Linked DNA regions of Drosophila melanogaster: region 2 is linked to region 1. A link is a contact called in public HiChIP or PLAC-seq data. All regions are on one chromosome and are shown on one strand. Each heading gives the region's core, a stretch centred on a gene start, on an enhancer-like site or on the middle of the called end of the contact. The rest is flanking DNA. Distances are from core to core; before and after follow the strand shown. Region 1 holds the start of CG42816. Region 2 holds the start of TrpRS-m (Tryptophanyl-tRNA synthetase, mitochondrial).

What was found. HiChIP or PLAC-seq counts read pairs in DNA pulled down with a chosen protein or histone mark.
Region 2: an H3K27ac HiChIP or PLAC-seq map of the Kc167 cell line shows a contact between it and region 1, with 2.1 times the contacts expected there. The contact joins the promoter of TrpRS-m here to the promoter of CG42816 in region 1. A contact is called at or near these places in 44 of 107 Hi-C or Micro-C datasets (the Clone 8 cell line, the D17-c3 cell line, the Kc167 cell line and 17 more) and 3 of 6 datasets of contacts at active chromatin or transcription factors (all in the Kc167 cell line).

The regions. Positions count from the first base shown.
Region 1 is chr3L:17,795,790-17,799,526 of dm6, reverse strand. It overlaps CG42816, which reads left to right and starts at 1,933. Exons shown (of 11, transcript NM_168748.4): 1 at 1,933-2,084; 2 at 2,149-2,638; 3 at 2,700-3,737. The coding sequence starts at 2,387. NUCB1 (Nucleobindin 1) reads left to right here. Exons shown (of 2, transcript NM_140751.4): 2 at 1-1,789. The coding sequence ends at 1,441.
Region 2 is chr3L:17,847,778-17,851,514 of dm6, reverse strand. TrpRS-m (Tryptophanyl-tRNA synthetase, mitochondrial) reads right to left here and starts at 1,788. Exons shown (of 3, transcript NM_140761.3): 1 at 1,417-1,788; 2 at 927-1,354; 3 at 1-738. The coding sequence starts at 1,635. CG7430 reads right to left here. Exons shown (of 4, transcript NM_140760.4): 2 at 3,441-3,737; 3 at 2,499-3,377; 4 at 1,914-2,435. The coding sequence ends at 2,370.

The DNA.
Region 1 (3,737 bases), core at 684-3,183:
CTACGTGAACCACCATGTGCGGACCAAGCTGGACGAGATCAAGCGCCGTGAAGTGGAGCGCCTGCGGGAGCTGGCGAATCAAGCATACGAGCTGTCCAACGACATTGACCGGAAGCACCTGAAGGTGTCTCAGCATCTGGACCACGACAACGAGCATACCTTCGAGATCGAAGATCTGCGAAAGCTCATTCAGAAGACCTCCGACGACCTGGCCGAGGCGGACCGCAAGCGACGTGGCGAGTTCAAGGAGTACGAAATGCAGAAAGAGTTTGAGCGTGAGGCGCAGAAAAAGGAAATGGATGAGGAGTCGCGGAAGAAGTTTGAGACCGAGCTCAAGGAGAAGGAGGAAAAGCATAAGGACCACGAGAAGCTGCACCACCCTGGCAACAAGGCCCAACTAGAGGATGTGTGGGAGAAGCAGGACCACATGGACAAGAACGACTTTGATCCGAAGACATTCTTCTCCATCCACGACGTCGACAGCAACGGCTACTGGGACGAGGCTGAGGTCAAAGCTCTGTTTGTCAAGGAACTGGACAAGGTCTATCAGAGTGATCTTCCCGAGGACGATATGAGGGAGCGAGCAGAGGAAATGGAACGTATGCGCGAGCACTACTTTCAGGAGACGGACATGAACCACGACGGCTTAATCAGCATCGACGAGTTCATGGTGCAGACTAACAAGGAAGAATTTCAAAAGGACCCCGAATGGGAGACCATCGACCGACAGCAGCAGTATACACACGAGGAGTATCTGGAGTACGAACGCCGGCGGCAGGAGGAAGTGCAGCGCTTGATTGCTCAGGGCCAGCTGCCACCGCACCCGAACATGCCACAGGGATACTATGCTGCTCCACCACCAGGAGGCGTGGCCTACCAACAGGCACCACCGGGCGCCCAATTGCACTACCAGCATCCTGACCAAGTACACGCCCAGCAGCAACAGCAATACGCGCAACAGCAACAGCAATATGCCCAGCAATACCAACAGCAGCAGTACGGAAACGGACAGCAGCCTGTGCAGCTGCAACCCAACCAGGTTTACCAACACGCTGGACAGATTCCGCAGCAACAACAACCGGTATACCAAAATCAACCTGTGTATCAGCAACAGCAGCCAGTCTATCAGCAGCAACAGCCAGTGCAGCAACAGCAAAAGCCTGTGCAACAGCCGGTGCAACAGCAGCAACAGCCTGTGCAACAGCAGCAGCAGCCTGTGCAGCAGCAGCAGCAAACTGTGCAGCAACAGCAACCAGTACAGCAGCAGCAGCAAACTGTGCAGCAACAGCAACCAGTACAGCAGCAGCAGCAAACTGCCCAACAGCAACCCGTAGCACAACAACAGATCCACAATCAGAGTCCTCCGCCCGTTCTGAATCAACAGGTGCCAGTGCAGCAGCAACAGAAACAGCATCAAGAATCATTAAATCAACAACACTAAGCATTCCCTTGCTAACGCATTTCTTTTGGGGCATGCAAGCAAAGCATTATACACTTCTGGTAACGAGAACACAATGTGATTGGACTGAAATAGCTCACTAAAGTCAATATCTCACTATAGTTATGTAGCAAATTTACGATGAAGTAACTGATTGTCACAACGGCTACCGCATTGTCTTTTACATTTTATACTTCATTCTTTTTATACTCTTTTTTTCGCTTTTCCAGTAGCTCTGCATTTGCGTGATGTATTTCTCTAACGAATTTTGTGTACATATGAGTTTATACCTGAACATCAAAAACAAAATAAATGAAATGAAACGAAACAGTGCTGGGTTTTAATTGAGTCAAAAATTAAACAGAGTTGCTTTTAGTTAAGTGACAAAATATTTACACACTTAAAGTTCTTGTATGAAATCGATTATGGCTGACCACAAAGCTCCAAATTGGATTATAAAGTTGTTGTTGCTGTTGTGGAAAAACTTTTCAATGCTCAAAGGCCGCAAATGTTATGTGGTCAGCCTTTTCTTTTTCTTTGCCCTCCTGCCTTTACTTTGTATGTGCGCAAGGCTTATACCGTTACTGAGGAACAAACCAAAAATTCCGGATCCAATACCAACTGCGGCGTTTCTTTATAATTTACCGTAAGTCCTACATGCTAGTACTTCCTCCATTACTAGAGATTTAAATTTTTTACTATCCTTAAAGCTCATATATTTACTTCGCTCCCCAAACTAAGTTGATCGAGTCGATTGTGGCAGAGCTGAACGTAAATAAAACCACAGGATTTGAAAACTCGCACAAACTTTATGAAGCCTTGGTTAGTTTTTCGAAGGAACAAAGTTCTGTGATTGGTATCAAATTTTCCGACCCCTGGACAGAATGGCCTGATAAGCTGTCTTTCACCCTCCATTCTGGCAAGCCAGTTGATTTAAACGTGGATATTATGTACTTAGCAGACGGATCGTATCCGTTATATAAAACCGGCTTCTTAGCCGTACAGCAGGCATTGAGCCAGGTCCATATTAAGCACAAGTGTAAGGAATTCAATAAGACCCAGGGGGATATCAAGTTTCCACCAATTAAGGACCTTCCTTCCCCGCCAATTTTTAAGTCGGACAACTCATCTACCTTACAAGATGTGGGCATAATGATTATTGTAATCATTATCTTCTTTGTGGTTGTCAGCTTGACAAAGGTAACGAAATTTTAGCCGTGAAGGTTATATTAATTAATGATTGTCATACTCTATGTTACAGTCCATCGTCGAGGAAAAGGAGCTCCAGCTTAAGGTGACACTGAACCTGATGGGTGTGGGCTCTTGTCTGCAGTGGGTGGCGTGGTACATCCAGACCTTCATAATATTCTTGATCGGATCATCGATAATAACGTTGTTCTGGAAACTCGTCCTACCAAATTCTGAGATATCCTTTATGCCCTTCACCCACTGGTCGATGGCACTGTTCGTTCTGCTAGTGCTCAGCCACTGCACGATCTGCTTTAGCTTCCTGATGAGCAGTCTAATCTCTACAACATATCGCATCTCGCTGGTTACTTTTCTTGCCTTGATTGCCACCTATCTTCCCTTTTTGATTTTGCACTCAAAGGGATGTTCGGAAGGATTGAACGTGTTCCTCAGCCTTTTCTTGTTGTCTGGACTGCAAGTGTTGGTCGTCGGCATTTGCATGTGGGAGGACTACGGTGAAGGTCTACAGTGGGGTAATCTCTTCGAGACCTCATGGCCGGGAGGCACGCTGAGCGTTGGCTATATCCTTTTGGTCATGATATTGGCTAGCTTTCTTTCCCTGCTTCTATGCCTATACCTTGAGAAAATCCGGCCAGGCCCTTACGGTGTTCCCCAACCTTGGCATTTCCCCTGCACCCGCTGCTGCTCCACAGAAAGTCTCTTGCCCTATAGCCGTCTCTTTAACAGAATATTCGGCATATATAGCGCGGCCCCAGATGAGGAACGTCCCGACCTCCAATTGATTGAACCAGATCCCGTGGACAAGATCGCCGGCGTTCAGATCAGAGGTCTTAGCAAGACTTTCGGCAAGATGGAGGTCGTGAAGAACGTTAGCTTCGACATGTTCGAGGGACAGATCACGGTGCTAATGGGACACAATGGAGCGGGCAAGACCACACTTATCAGTATGCTGGCTGGATTCATTTCGCCCACTTCGGGGACGGCTCTGATAAATGGCTTTGACATCCGGCAGGAACGAAGACAGGCCCAGAGATGCATTGGTCTGTGCCCGCAGCAGAACGTCCTCTTTAAGCACCTTAGCTCGGTTAGT
Region 2 (3,737 bases), core at 539-3,038, 52 kb before region 1:
CCAGCTCCTCCGCTTGGCTGATCTCCGAATCCGTACATCCGTTCGTGACGCTCGTGGACATTCCCGTCGAAGTCCTTGGACATTCGCCTGCTTGCTGAGGTTTTGGAAATATCGGGTGCGGGCAGAAGTGGAGCCACATGCACCGCAGCCGGAATGTTGGCACTGGTTCCTAGTCCTAGGCGCTGTTTAACATCGTTCAACGTTTGGCGTGCCTGCTGACGTGCCTTTTCTGCACCCACTTCCAGCAAGTAGATCATCTCGTTGCGCTTAGTCATGTGATGGTGTATCTGTTCTCGGATCGGACGCAAGTGCTCGACCACAGCCTCCGCCACACGGTCCTTATACTTTGCCGTGTCCAAAGTGGCGGCCTCGTTCACCACTGTCTTAATGCTCTGTCCCGTGACCTGGGCATGGATGTTGACCAGATTGCTGACGCCAGCACGCTTGCCAGGATTATAAGTAATGTCCGATGTAAAGTCTGTGACGGCTTTCTTTATCTTCTGCGTAATCAAGTCGGGCGAGTCACACAAGTTGATGGTGGCCTTGGGATTCGCTTCCGATTTAGACATCTTTTTGGAGGGATCTCGCAGGGACAGCACACGGGAGGCATCACCATCCTCAATGATGGCGGTGCAAACAGGGAAAGTCTCGCCATAGCGACCGTTATAAATTCTGGCCAAGTGCTGGGCCAGCTGAATGTGCTGAATCTGGTCAGCGCCCACAGGAACATGAGTGGACCTGATCGAAAAACGAATATGAATATTATAAGTACTATAATAAGTAAGCAAATGGCAAACCATTTCAGATATTAAAGGGTGGTTTAAAAATATGTAAAGCTGAACCAAAGCATTTAAGTCTGATAAGCAACTAGGACTCTTGCATTCCCGGCTTACATTCTGAACAAAAAACGGAATATATTTACTTACTTGTAAAGCATAATGTCGGCTGCTTGGAGAACCGGGTAAACGTACAATCCCAGAGGGACATCCTTTAGAAGACGGGACTTCTCTCGGAACTGCGGCAGTTGAGCCAATCGCGGCATGGTGGTCAAGGAGCTAAGGATCCAATTGAACTCGGCGTGCTCGGCAACGGCGGACTGGACAAAGAGGGTGCTCTTGGTGGGATCGATGCCACATGCCAACAACGTGGCGGCCATGGTGAAGATGTTCTCTCGCAGAAGCGGCGGATTGTGGGGCATGGTAATAGAGTGCAAATCCACAATACACACGGTGACATCGTCACGAGCATTCTGCAGCTGCACCCATTTGCGCACGGCGCCGAGATAATTACCCAGATGCAGGGAACCCGTCGGCTGGATGCCACTAAAGACTTTCCTCGGCCAGCGGGTGTTATGCTGGGTTGGGGTAATATATTAGAGTCTTGTGTTATGTAAACTATTTCTACGAATGCACTTACTTCTTCGTGGCCACTGTTAACGGAATTACCATGGGGGTGTACGTGCTGCTTGTTTCCACCGGTTACCTGGGCCGTCGCAGAGGGCGTTCCAGCCGTCCTACTAGCCAATCCCGGCAAGAAACTCCTCGCCTGAATGCAACGGCGCTGGGAATACACAGCTGTCTGTCCCTTTTTGGCCACCTTAGACAGACTGCGATGGAGCTTGCCAAATCGGAACATTGCAATGAGCTATGAATTTTGTACCCCAAAACTTTTGAGTAAAAAATATTGGGAATAATGCGGTGCTAAATGTGTGAACAAAGCCCAAAAATAAATTATTTGTTCGAAACGGCCGAAATTTTGACACTGAGCGTTCGCGAGCGTTGCCAGATGGCTTTTGAAAAGCCGGTACGACAGCTGTGAACAGTGATACTCAGCTTGGCGAGTTTTCCGCTAAATCGTGGATTAATATTAATATTCAAATTTAATAAAGAATGTTATTTATTATCATTTTTTTTATAACTCTCTATTTAAGGGTATTACCTATTTACATCTTACTTGTGAACGTATGGCTTGAAATTTAATGTAATTGTTTGATGGTAAATAAATTGTAGAGACCAATTGAACAATTTTTTTTTTTTAACAGGACTCCTATTATTTTTATGCTTATAGCTTTATTAGTGGTACACCAGAAAATCTAACGACATTGAAAAAGAATTAATCTGCAGAACTGCAGTTTCGAGTTTTCAAACAGTGTTGTATTTATTCTAGCTTAATACACATATTACATTGCAATTAACGCCTGGCGCCATTACCATTATTTATATTTTCCACTTTTCTGTTCCTACATTGAGAGTTACAAATATGCGGAGACTGTCGTTTCGGCCGTCAGGATAATTTTTCGAATAGGGGTTATTCAAAGATTTCAAACGCGGTGCAAAATTCTTCACTATCTGGCAGAGATTGGGAAGTGCTTAGAAGTTGATGGGTTTGCCAAAGGCAGCTGCCACATTGGCCTCACGCAGGGCCTCGGAACATGTCTGAAAGAAGGAATTGTGCGCATTAGGTTCGAAAGGTTCAAATCAGATTAGGTAATCACTTACTGGATGCGCATGGCAAACGCGGGCAACGTCCTCGGCAGCGGCTCCGTACTCCATGGCCAGCACAGCCTCGTTAATGAGCTCGCCGGCACCAGGTCCGATAATATGGGTTCCCAGGATCTTATCGGTGGCCTGGTCGGCCAGAACCTTGACGAAACCGTCGGTGTCGTTGTTGGTCTTGGCACGAGAGTTGGCCAGGAAGGGGAACTTGCCCACCTTGTAGGCAACACCCTCCTGCTTCAGTTGCTCCTCGCTCTTGCCAACCCACGCGACCTCGGGATGCGTGTAGACTACACTGGGCACGCAGTTGTAGTCGATGTGCACGTGGCCGCCGTTGATGCCCTCAATGGTGATGAGGCCCTCATCTTCAGCCTTGTGCGCCAACATGGGTCCGTGGATGCAGTCGCCGATGGCGTAAATATTGGGCACCACAGTTTGGAAAGTGGCGTTGACGGGGATCCTGCCGCGGTCATCCTTAACAATGCCCACGGCCTCCAGACCCAAACCTTCGGTGTAGGGACGACGTCCAACACTGACCAGCAGGGCGTCGCACTGGATCTCCTCTTTCTCGCCAGACTTGGCGTTCTCCACGGACACGGTGACGTTGTCGCCGCTGCGAGAGGCAGCCGTCACCTTGGTGCCCAGCTTGAACTTAAGACCCTGCTTGGTGAGCACCTTTTGGAACGTCTTGGAGACTTCGTTATCGATGCCCACGCCGCCGATCGTATCCATGAACTCAATGGCAGTGACCTCAGCGCCCAGACGCGACCATACCGAACCCAGCTCCAGGCCAATGACACCGGCGCCGATGACAACCAGATGCTTGGGCACCTTGGCCAGCTTCAGGGCGCCAGTGCTGCTCACAATAACTTCCTCGTCGATCTGTGAAGGTTTTTGAATGGCATGCATTAGTAATCAAGCGCGCTGTAGAGGTTTTGCACTTACTTCAATGCCAGGGAAGGGGGTAACCTCCGAGCCGGTGGCGATGAGGATGTTCTTGGTCTTGACAGTCTCCGTGGAGCCGTCGGATTTCTTAACCTCCACCTCGTTGGGATTGACGATGGTGCCGAAGCCCGTCAGCTGTGTGACCTTGTTCTTCTTGAAAAGCATGGCAATGCCACCGGTCAAAGCCTTCACGGCGTTGGACTTTTGACCCATAAGCTTCTCCAGATCCAGGCTAACGCTGCCGCAGCTAATACCACGTTTCTCCAGATCACCGGAGTGGGCCATGTGGTAGTAGTG